Regions from separate parts of the Anas platyrhynchos genome. Here region 1 is linked to region 2. The links are chromatin contacts, called in public Hi-C maps. All regions are on one chromosome and are shown on one strand. The core of a region is the stretch at or near the end of the contact, and the rest is flanking DNA. Distances in the headings are between cores, read along the strand shown. Region 1 overlaps LOC106019059 (a long non-coding RNA gene). Region 2 holds the start of HLX (H2.0 like homeobox).

Region 1 (4,233 bases), core at 446-2,945, 170 kb after region 2:
ACTGAGGCACACACATTACAACCCACTCCATACCTCCCCCCCCCATTACACAGCCATTTTTATGAAGTGAGAAGTGGTTTGAGTCAAAATAAGATGAAACAAACTTGTGACATTTTAGTGACTGGAATCCATTCCTTTTTCTGCAAACCCAGTGGAAACTTTCTACAGCTTCATTATTAATGCATTTGTGAAAAAAAGCTGTTTGACAACTTACTGCCTGACCATTTCCTACTGTGATACACTGACACAGCTCTAACCAATAGTTTCATAGGATGGAAACTGGAAGTCCTTTTAATACTCAAGATTTACCTCTTTTGGTTCAAGATTCTTAAAGATAAGTATAGGATGGAGTTGTTACATCATATATCCTCTATATCCTCCATTTCAGTTCTAAATCACTGCAGGAAACAAGTAGAAAACATCGTGGAGATACTGGACCTTATATGTAACACCAAGAAGCAGATATGTTTTCCTTCCCATGAAGATTTCACCTAAATCAATAAAATATTAGCATTAAAAAAAAAATAATCCTCCCCCCCACCCAAACATTCAAAAGTAACCATAACAAACTAGAAGCTAACTATTGCTTCTCTTTTATGCATAATCATATTTCAAAAAGGATTTGCAGATGGAAAGCCACAAAAGACCACCAGACAGAATGAATGATATCACAAAGAAAGAAACATTCATGCGCTTGTATACACCAACTAAGACCATCACTACAAATCCTCGGATTCCTCTAACCGAAACAAAATGGGAAACAACAGTAGGCTTCTCTGTACTGCACACTTCTGCTTGTCAGAAAATAACAACTGCTTTATGAAGTTATCCTTACAAGCTACATTATTGTGTGTAGTCAATAGTAAATGTAATAAATGGATTCCAGCCAGCATGTCAGTTTTGAACTTTCCCAGATTTGTTAACCCAGTGTCTGGTAGATGACTTGCCATTTGGGGCCTGCTGTAGTGAATATTTTCCATGTGCTGGGTGCTTCAAGCAGCGGTGTGAACTTTGGGCATCTCCTTCACAATCAAAAAGCCATTTTGCTCTTGTTTTAAAATAACTCCTTTCATGAGAACTTTAAAGAGAACAAAACCAGTGTGCAATATCCACCCCTTGGAGCCAAGTTTGCATATGTGTTACCATGGGTTGGAGACATGGAGAAATATATCTTCCACTATTTGTGTTCTCAACTGAGAGTTTTACTGCACTGGGAACATAAACCTGTCTGAGGGAACTGATGTTGGAGAGGAGATTCAAAACATCCAGCCCATCAGGACAACCAGAACTACTGATAGAATCTTCATGGAAGTATAAGTAATAAAATCCCTTAAATCTGTCCAAATGGTGGGCTGGAAAATTCATTAAGTCTTTTGTACCCAAGGAAATAACCAGAAATAGATTCTTTCATCAGCACTGATTTCTCATCCAAAGACAAGCTGGTGTTTCTGTATTTCCTAGTGTTCTCATTCCTAGATAAGGTCACTGTGTCCTCCTCAGCGTTGCAAATCTTTCCCTTCCTAGTAATGGCCTAGGCCAAGTTGCTCTAGCGCTGGCCTTACATGGTGTGGTGGGAGAAAAACTACTTCAGTTCACAGCCATTTGATTCATTGCTGTGGCTTTTAATGAGTGCCAATAGCTCAGATTTTGCAAAGGAAATAGCTGCCTAATATAACTGGCCCTAGGCCACCAACTTGTTTTCAAATAGCACTGCCTAGCCCTGACCATTAGCCAAATCCAAATCCCAGACAGAGGGAGGGGTAAGACTCTGTATTTTACTGTTCATCCCTCATACTGTCCAAGGACTGCTTTTGAGCCATAAAACTATACCTACAAAGGGAACTGGGCAGGGAAACAAGCACACTGTCCAGGACATTGGAAAGGAGGGAATGAGAATGGCCAGTCCAGGAGATTTCGTTCAAAAGGCCAAATGGCAGCTGCAACTCAGGCTATCAAAGTCAGACTGAAACACTGCCATTTGACCTTCCTGCCAGGTGTTACTGAGTCCAAGTGAAAAGCCAAAATGCTGCATAAACTTCTGGCCCTATAGAAGGAAGAGACAACCTTTCTCCTCCAGCTTCTAACCTCAGGGCCAAGGCTCCAGCCTGAGCTCTTGCTTCTGGCTCTGCCATAAGGTCAGTGCGTTACCCCCAAATCCATGGTTTCCCATCACCTCTCCCAGCTCTCTCATGTGCACAGAAGGGACACACTTCCACCCCTGTGTGAGCTGCCTGGAGATGAAGAGCTCAGAAGTCTTACAGAGGTTGCAAGGTTGCTCTCATGCTCCTCTCACACAAAGCAGAAAGCAGGAGGATGCTGAAGCCAGGACTGCAGGACAGGCTAGCATTTCTGATAAATACAATAAAAGCCGCCCAGCAATCAGTAAACAGTGGTATAATTAGCAAATGTTTTTCTATTTACTTCCTTTAATATGCAATAGGGGGAAATGAAATAAAATGTCAAGGACTTCATCAAACAGATGGTTCTGCACTTATTATTTTTCTCTGCTGCATTGTTTGCGTCAACTACTGAAGAAACTCCTTTACGAAGTGTGACTCATGGATTCCTGGGAAGCTGCATTCTCAGCAGGGGGAGGACAGCAGGGGAGGAGAGGAAAGGGGAGGGAAGAGGACTCAGCTCATGAGCTTTTATTAGGAGCATTATTATGTCTCATTAATTAATCTGACCGCCGCTTTAGTGACGTCTCGGTCTCATTTCACAGGAAAAAATTACTCTGGATTGCCAAGTTAAATAGACAATTACAGGAAGACCAAATTATGCCTACATTGCATTCCCTCAGGGCACCAGGCCAAGTTTATGTCAAATCCATAATAACTAGACTACCCTCACTAAAAACAGCTCCTGTGGACATACGTCATGAACCATTTGTAATCTACACAGAGGATGTATTGATCTTCCTTGGGCTTCCTTTCTCATAAACTCATAATAGCAAAGACAGGATTTTCTAAGTATCTAACTCTCTGCTGCACATATGCAGAGCATAAGCTGTGTTAAGTCCAATAAAGCCTAATTAAAGCATAACCATTAGCTGTTTAATTTCCTTTTCCTATCCCAAGGGGCAACTGCCTAGAGAGCAGGAGGAGAAGCTTAGTATGTTTCAGAGGAGGAATTAAAGTAAAAAATATGATTTTTCCCTGAAGAAAGACACACAGGTAAAATCTAGGAGAAGTTTATTTTCACCTGGAGAAAAAAACAAACAACTTTCAAGGTCTGCTCTCAATACAAAACAGATGGAGATCCATATGAAAAGAAGGGTTGTGAACGTATCTGTCCAAGAGAAATGGAACCCCCTTAAAAAAGTAGTTGGCTAGTTGACACCAGAAAGATTTATGCCTTTAAATCCCACTACCACAATTCATTCTCCCACCTGCAACCCTGAGTTCATTATATTCTTTCTTTCATCTTCTATGTGTAGATCTGTCCTTTTCTCCTTGTCCCTGCCTGAGAACGCCCAGCTGGATGTTCCACATTGTCCCCAGTCCCAGTATGATCCCCAAACAGTCCTCCCAGCCCTGGTCCTTTAGAGCTACCTGTCAAACACAAATTTCCTTACTCAAGCCAATGAATGCTGGTAGCTCAAGAGAAACAGTTTCTCTTGACCTCCAAGGGTCTGGTGTGTCCACAGTGACAGAAACTTTTCTCCTTCCTCCCACAACTGATTTTTCTCAGCAATTCTCTCAGACCAATCATAATTTGCTTTTTTCGTCATTTCTCTACTTAGTTTTCAGGTATGAAGAAGCTGTATGGATGACACTGTGTCCTCCTCATCTGTTCTTAGGTCTGGGCATACACCTGCCATTTGGCCCCTACCTGGTGGAGATCTGGGTCAGTCCTCTGGCATGCTTTTCATACTCATACCTCAAAAGTGGAGGTGAGCTGAGCTCCACGTGGCTTCCCTGGCAGGCCTGGGGCCACTCGGCTTGGTCACCACCTGGACTCTGCAGACCATCACCACCAGCCCCAACAGTCTTTCCAGCTAGCACATGGAAATAACGCTTTCCCCAAGCACAACATAGGCACAACTACTCCCTTTTTGCCCCCTGGCTCCACACACCACATATACACACACATTTCTTGCTTCACGTTCATGTCATCTCCTCTCCCTGCCAAAGTTTTTTTCTTCTTCTTCTTTTTTCCTCTCTTTTTTTTTTTTTTCTTCTCCCCATACAACAGTGAGAACAACTTAACTGCATGGACAATGTTCAGATCAAG
Region 2 (4,606 bases), core at 212-2,711:
AGCAAGACGGGGCCGCGGAAGATGCGCGGGTCCCGAGGCGGCGCGCACCTGCCCGCGGGGGGCTCTGAAATAAACTCTTGGGAAAAAAAAACGGGGGGAAAATATATAAAAATACCACCTGAACACTTTTTTTTTTCCCGCCCTGGAGAGCATCCCCGGGGTGGTGTGACAGCGACAGCAGCAGCGGTGGCACCGGGAATGGGAATTTGGCGAGGCGCAGCTGGGGCGCGGTGGGAACGGCGCAGTTCGTTGCCCTTCCGTGCAGCGGGCCGGTGGCACGGCTTCGCCTCGCCGTGGAAACGCAAGTGAAAGCGGAGTCGTTTGATCCGGTTTGAAACCAGCAGAGCCGCTCTGGGGTCATCTGCACAAGGGGAGTAAGGGGAGACGCAAGGAAAAGTGGCTTCCCCTGTCGAGGCAGGAAAAGTTCAAAGCTAACCTACCCTTTCTTTCACCTTGTTTTCGGACACGTCTTGGCAAGCCGTTGCCTCGTTATTTTTCGGTTTAATATCGCTAACAAAAACCAAACCAAACCAAAGCCGTGCCTGGGCTTTCCTGAGGGACGGGCTTCGCCTTTACACGTGCCCACGGACACGCTGGCATTTGCCTTAGAAATGTGCTCACGCTCGATTACAGGTGGTTTCAATATCCCCCCAAAATCTACATCTTCATACCTGGCGAAAGGAAAATAGTTTGGCTTTCTGGCGGTTCCCTGGAAAAGGCTCCGAATTTTAGAAGCTATGTAAAAAAAAAATAAAAGTATTTTTTGAAACAAAACCAAAACAAACCTGCAATCGTCTGACCCGGGAGCTTGTTCACAACGGCAGCTATGGGCTTACACGGCCCCGGCTGGGGAAACTACGACTTAAAAAAATGCTGTTGTTGTGTTTTGTTTTGTTTTGTTTTGTTTTCTCCCTTTCCCGGAGTCAGGTAGGGACAGATATGGATGTTGGAGGGAAGGAAAAGCACGAAATAAGCATTGATATGTTTGTCCCTAAAACATTCTAGCGAATATAGTTATGGTTGTATTCTTAAAAAAAATAAAAAAAAATATAAAAAATGGGGGTAATTCGGTTGTCAAAGTTGCACAAAATTACGAACTGGTCTTTACGGTGGAAGGGGTGTGCGAACAGATCGGGTGGAGAGCATAGAAAAAAATCAATAAAGGTGCTTGCCGACACGACCCAATTTATTAGGCACTGCTAACGCAGGACCCAACGCGCCCTGGGCCCCGAGCAGCGCGGAGCTCCCCCAAATCCTTCCGTTGCGAGCGTGATCACTGCACACCCATTTCGCTGCCGCCCGGCCGAGGCTCATTTATGCCGGGAGGAAACGTGGTGCACCGGGAAGCATTTCCAGCCTCCGGCTGCGGCTCCGTTTCTCCGCGCTGGGAACCACGGCGCGGGGGGCAGGCGCTGCGCGGAGCAGCGGGGGGGCTCCCCCTCGGGGCGCTCCCCGACGGGCGCACACCTTGCGGGCCGGGCCGGGCCGGGCCGGGGGCACACGGAGCGCGGCACTTGCGGGACTCGGCACGGCTCGGCCCGGCTCGGCACGGCCCAGCAGGGCTCGGCACGGCTCGGCCCGGCCCGGCCCGGCCCGGGGCGTGTCTGCGGGCGGCGCGTCCCGGCCCCGCGGAGCGCGGATTGGGCGCGTTGTGCCGGGGGGCGGTGGGAGCGAGGGCTGCGGCGCGGCCGGGAGCGGCTGCCAGAGAAAGTTTGGGGAGGGGTGGATTTTTTCCCCAGTGCGAGGAAGGGGGTTTGTTTTGTTTTGTTTGCGCAGCTCCTCTCCCGCGCTCGCCCGCTCGCTCTCCCTCTCGCCGTTGGTTTTGGGGACTTCTTCCTTTTTTTTTTTTTTTTTTCAGCTTTTTTTTTGACTTCTTAATTTTTTTAGATTTTTTTTTCCTGCCCCTTCGGCAAGTGCTCCGGCCGCCGCCGCCGCCTCCCGCCCCGCCATCCCTCCCCATGCTCCCGGGGCGGCGGGCAGCTCCGCGCCGCGCTCCCGGCAGCTGAGCGGCGTCCCCCGGCGGGGAGAAGAGCCCGTGCTCGGCGGCCGCCAGGATGTACACGGCCGGCCTGGCCCCCTTCTACGCCTCCAACTTCAGCCTCTGGTCAGCGGCGTACTGCTCGGCGTCGGGGCCCGGCGCCGGCGGCTGCTTCCCTCTGGACGCCGCCGCGGCCAAGAAGCCGTCCTTCTGCATCGCCGACATCCTCCACGCCGGCGGCGAGGCGGCGGCCGGCCCTGCCGAGAGCCTGCCCGGCGGCCCCGGGGCCGGGCTGCCGGCGGCGCTGGGCGCCGTCCACCACGGCGGCCCCTTCCACGCCGCCGCCTCGCCGCTGCGGCCCACGCCCGTCGTGGCCCCCGACGCCCCGTCCGCCGCCGCCTTCCCGCAGCGCCTCTCGCCGCTCTCGGCCGCCTTCCACCCCCCGCACCACCACCACCGGCCCCCGCAGCACCGCTCCCCGGCGGCGGCGGCGGCTGCTGCGGCGGCGGGGGGCGGCGGGGCTCCGGCCCCCGGCCGGGTGCCGGGGGGCCACACGCACGGCTCGGCGCCGGCGCCCGCCAGCAAGGACCTGAAATTCGGCATCGACCGCATCTTGTCGGCGGAGTTCGACCCCAAAGTGAAGGAAGGCAACACGCTGAGAGGTAGAGAAATCGGCTCGGCGCGGCTTTTGGGGGGGCTTTAAGCGGCCGCGGGGCCCCGCGGCTCGCCCCCCTGTGCGAACCGGCCGAGAGAAGCGTCAGCGGTGTGAGGACGAGTTTTTAATGCCCCCCCCAAAACCCCCCGAAACAGCCCCCGGCCCCGCGCTGCGCCGCTCCGCAAAATAGCGATAGCGTAAAAATAGCTGAACCGGCCGGTGCCGGCCTCCCCGGCCCGGCCCGGGCTTTTCGTGGGCCGCCAGGGCCGGTTTTAAAGGCTTTGGCTGCCATCAATCTCCCCTCGCAGCGCGTAAACATCCTGACAGAGCAGCCACCGGAGGGGAGGATGTCCGAGCGCCGGGGCCCCGCCGCGCCCCCCGAGCCGAGGCAGGGCGAGCCCCGCCGGGGTCCCGCGGCGTGCCGGGCTGGGGGGCTCGACCGCGGTGTAACGGAGCTGTGCTTGTTCTGTGCTCGCAGATCTCACCTCCTTATTAACCGCCAGCCGCCAAAGCGGGGTTCATCTCCCCAGCTTGCAGCCTTCCGCCAGCCAGTTCTTCGCGTCTCTAGACCCCATTAACGAGGCCTCTGCTCTTCTGGGTCCCTTAAACACAACCCCAAGGAGCTCAGTTCAGCACCAGTTTCAAGACACTTTTCCAGGTACATCCCGTCCCCCCCCGTCCGTCCCGGAGCGGCCCCCGGGCCCGAAGGGGCTCGCCGGGCGCTTGGAAACGCCAGGACATTTTCTTTTTTCTTTTTCTTTTTTTTTATTTTTTTCCACGATTTTATTTTTTCTAGCGAGGCTCAGGCTTGGTGCATTTCGTGGGGGGAGGCAGAGCGGCTAGGGCCTGACACAGAGGTTCCCCCCGGCCAGTCAGAAAGAATACCTGGGCCTGGAGAGAAGGGGCTGGGGAGGGGGGAGGGAGAGGGAAACACGGACTAAAATCCGTGCTGTTCGTGTCGGAGGGACCGCAGGCCTGCTTGTAGGACTCGTAGGCTCGGGCCTTCCCTGCCCCTGTCTCCTTCGAGCCCCTCGTCCCGGCGTCGGTGCTAACCGGGCCGCCCCCCGGCCCGTGTCTCCTTGCCCCCGCAGGTCCGTACGCGGTGCTAACCAAGGACACGCTGCCTCAGACCTACAAGAGGAAGCGCTCCTGGTCCAGGGCTGTTTTTTCCAACCTGCAGAGGAAAGGTTTAGAAAAGCGCTTCGAAATCCAGAAGTACGTCACCAAACCCGACAGAAAGCAACTGGCGGCGATGCTGGGGCTGACGGATGCTCAAGTAAGGGCGGCTTCGCTTGTGTTTCGTGCGTTCCCGGGTTCCTAACTTCCAGTTTTGTTCAGGGGAACACTGTGGGGGCGGGCGGGGGGGGGGGGGGTGCAGGAAAGCTTTTTGCCTTCCTTGCTCTTTTACGGGCCTGCTCGGGGGCAGGGCCCGGGGCCGAGCATCAGGATGCGCTTTGGTGCAGTGCAACTCGCGGCAGGAGGCAGCTTGGGTCAAAGGAAGTAGAGGCGAACACACTATTTTTAATGCCTCTCGCTCTTTTTTTTTTTTTTTTTCTCTCTAAATCTCTCCCCGCATTGTGAAATCCTCAGTTCAGGGGAAGTGAAAACTCTTCTTCAAACGGAATCATTAAACGCCACTCTGCGATGATTCCACTATTGAGGGCCGGCAGCGCACGGAGTTGTATAACGCTGTGGTTTCTTGAGCAAGATTTGGTTTCCTGGAAGAAGAAGTAGAAGGGGAGAGAGAGAGAGAGAGAAAAAAAATATATCAAAGCAAAAAGGGGGCCCCTTTTGTATTGAAACACGCAAATAATAAGGAAAAAGCCACCTTAGTCGCCTAAGGGCGGGGGCAGAGGAGGACGAGGAGGGCCGGGTGGACCTTTTTTTTTTTTTCTTTTTCTATCTCGGGCCGGCCTGCGGGGAGGACGAGAGGGCCGGGCGGTGCGGTGCGGGGTTGTGCGGGGCGGTGCGGG

What was found. Hi-C and Micro-C count contacts between places; a contact is called where the count stands out from the background.
Region 1: a contact with region 2 is called in a Hi-C map of skeletal muscle, with 3 times the contacts expected there. The contact joins the enhancer-like site here to the promoter of HLX in region 2. A contact is called at or near these places in 3 of 8 Hi-C or Micro-C datasets (all in skeletal muscle).

Annotation. Positions count from the first base shown.
Region 1 is chr3:24,008,291-24,012,523 of IASCAAS_PekinDuck_T2T, forward strand. All of the region lies in intron 1 of LOC106019059 (a long non-coding RNA gene), which reads right to left. Among named protein-coding and RNA genes, the nearest start is that of DUSP10, 130 kb to the right of the region's middle. Within about 2 kb of position 1,696, at least 1 of the 8 cell types and tissues checked has an H3K27ac peak or open chromatin away from gene starts, as enhancers often do.
Region 2 is chr3:23,840,237-23,844,842 of IASCAAS_PekinDuck_T2T, forward strand. It overlaps HLX (H2.0 like homeobox), which reads left to right and starts at 1,462. Exons shown (of 3, transcript XM_027453111.3): 1 at 1,462-2,640; 2 at 3,725-3,909. The coding sequence starts at 2,055.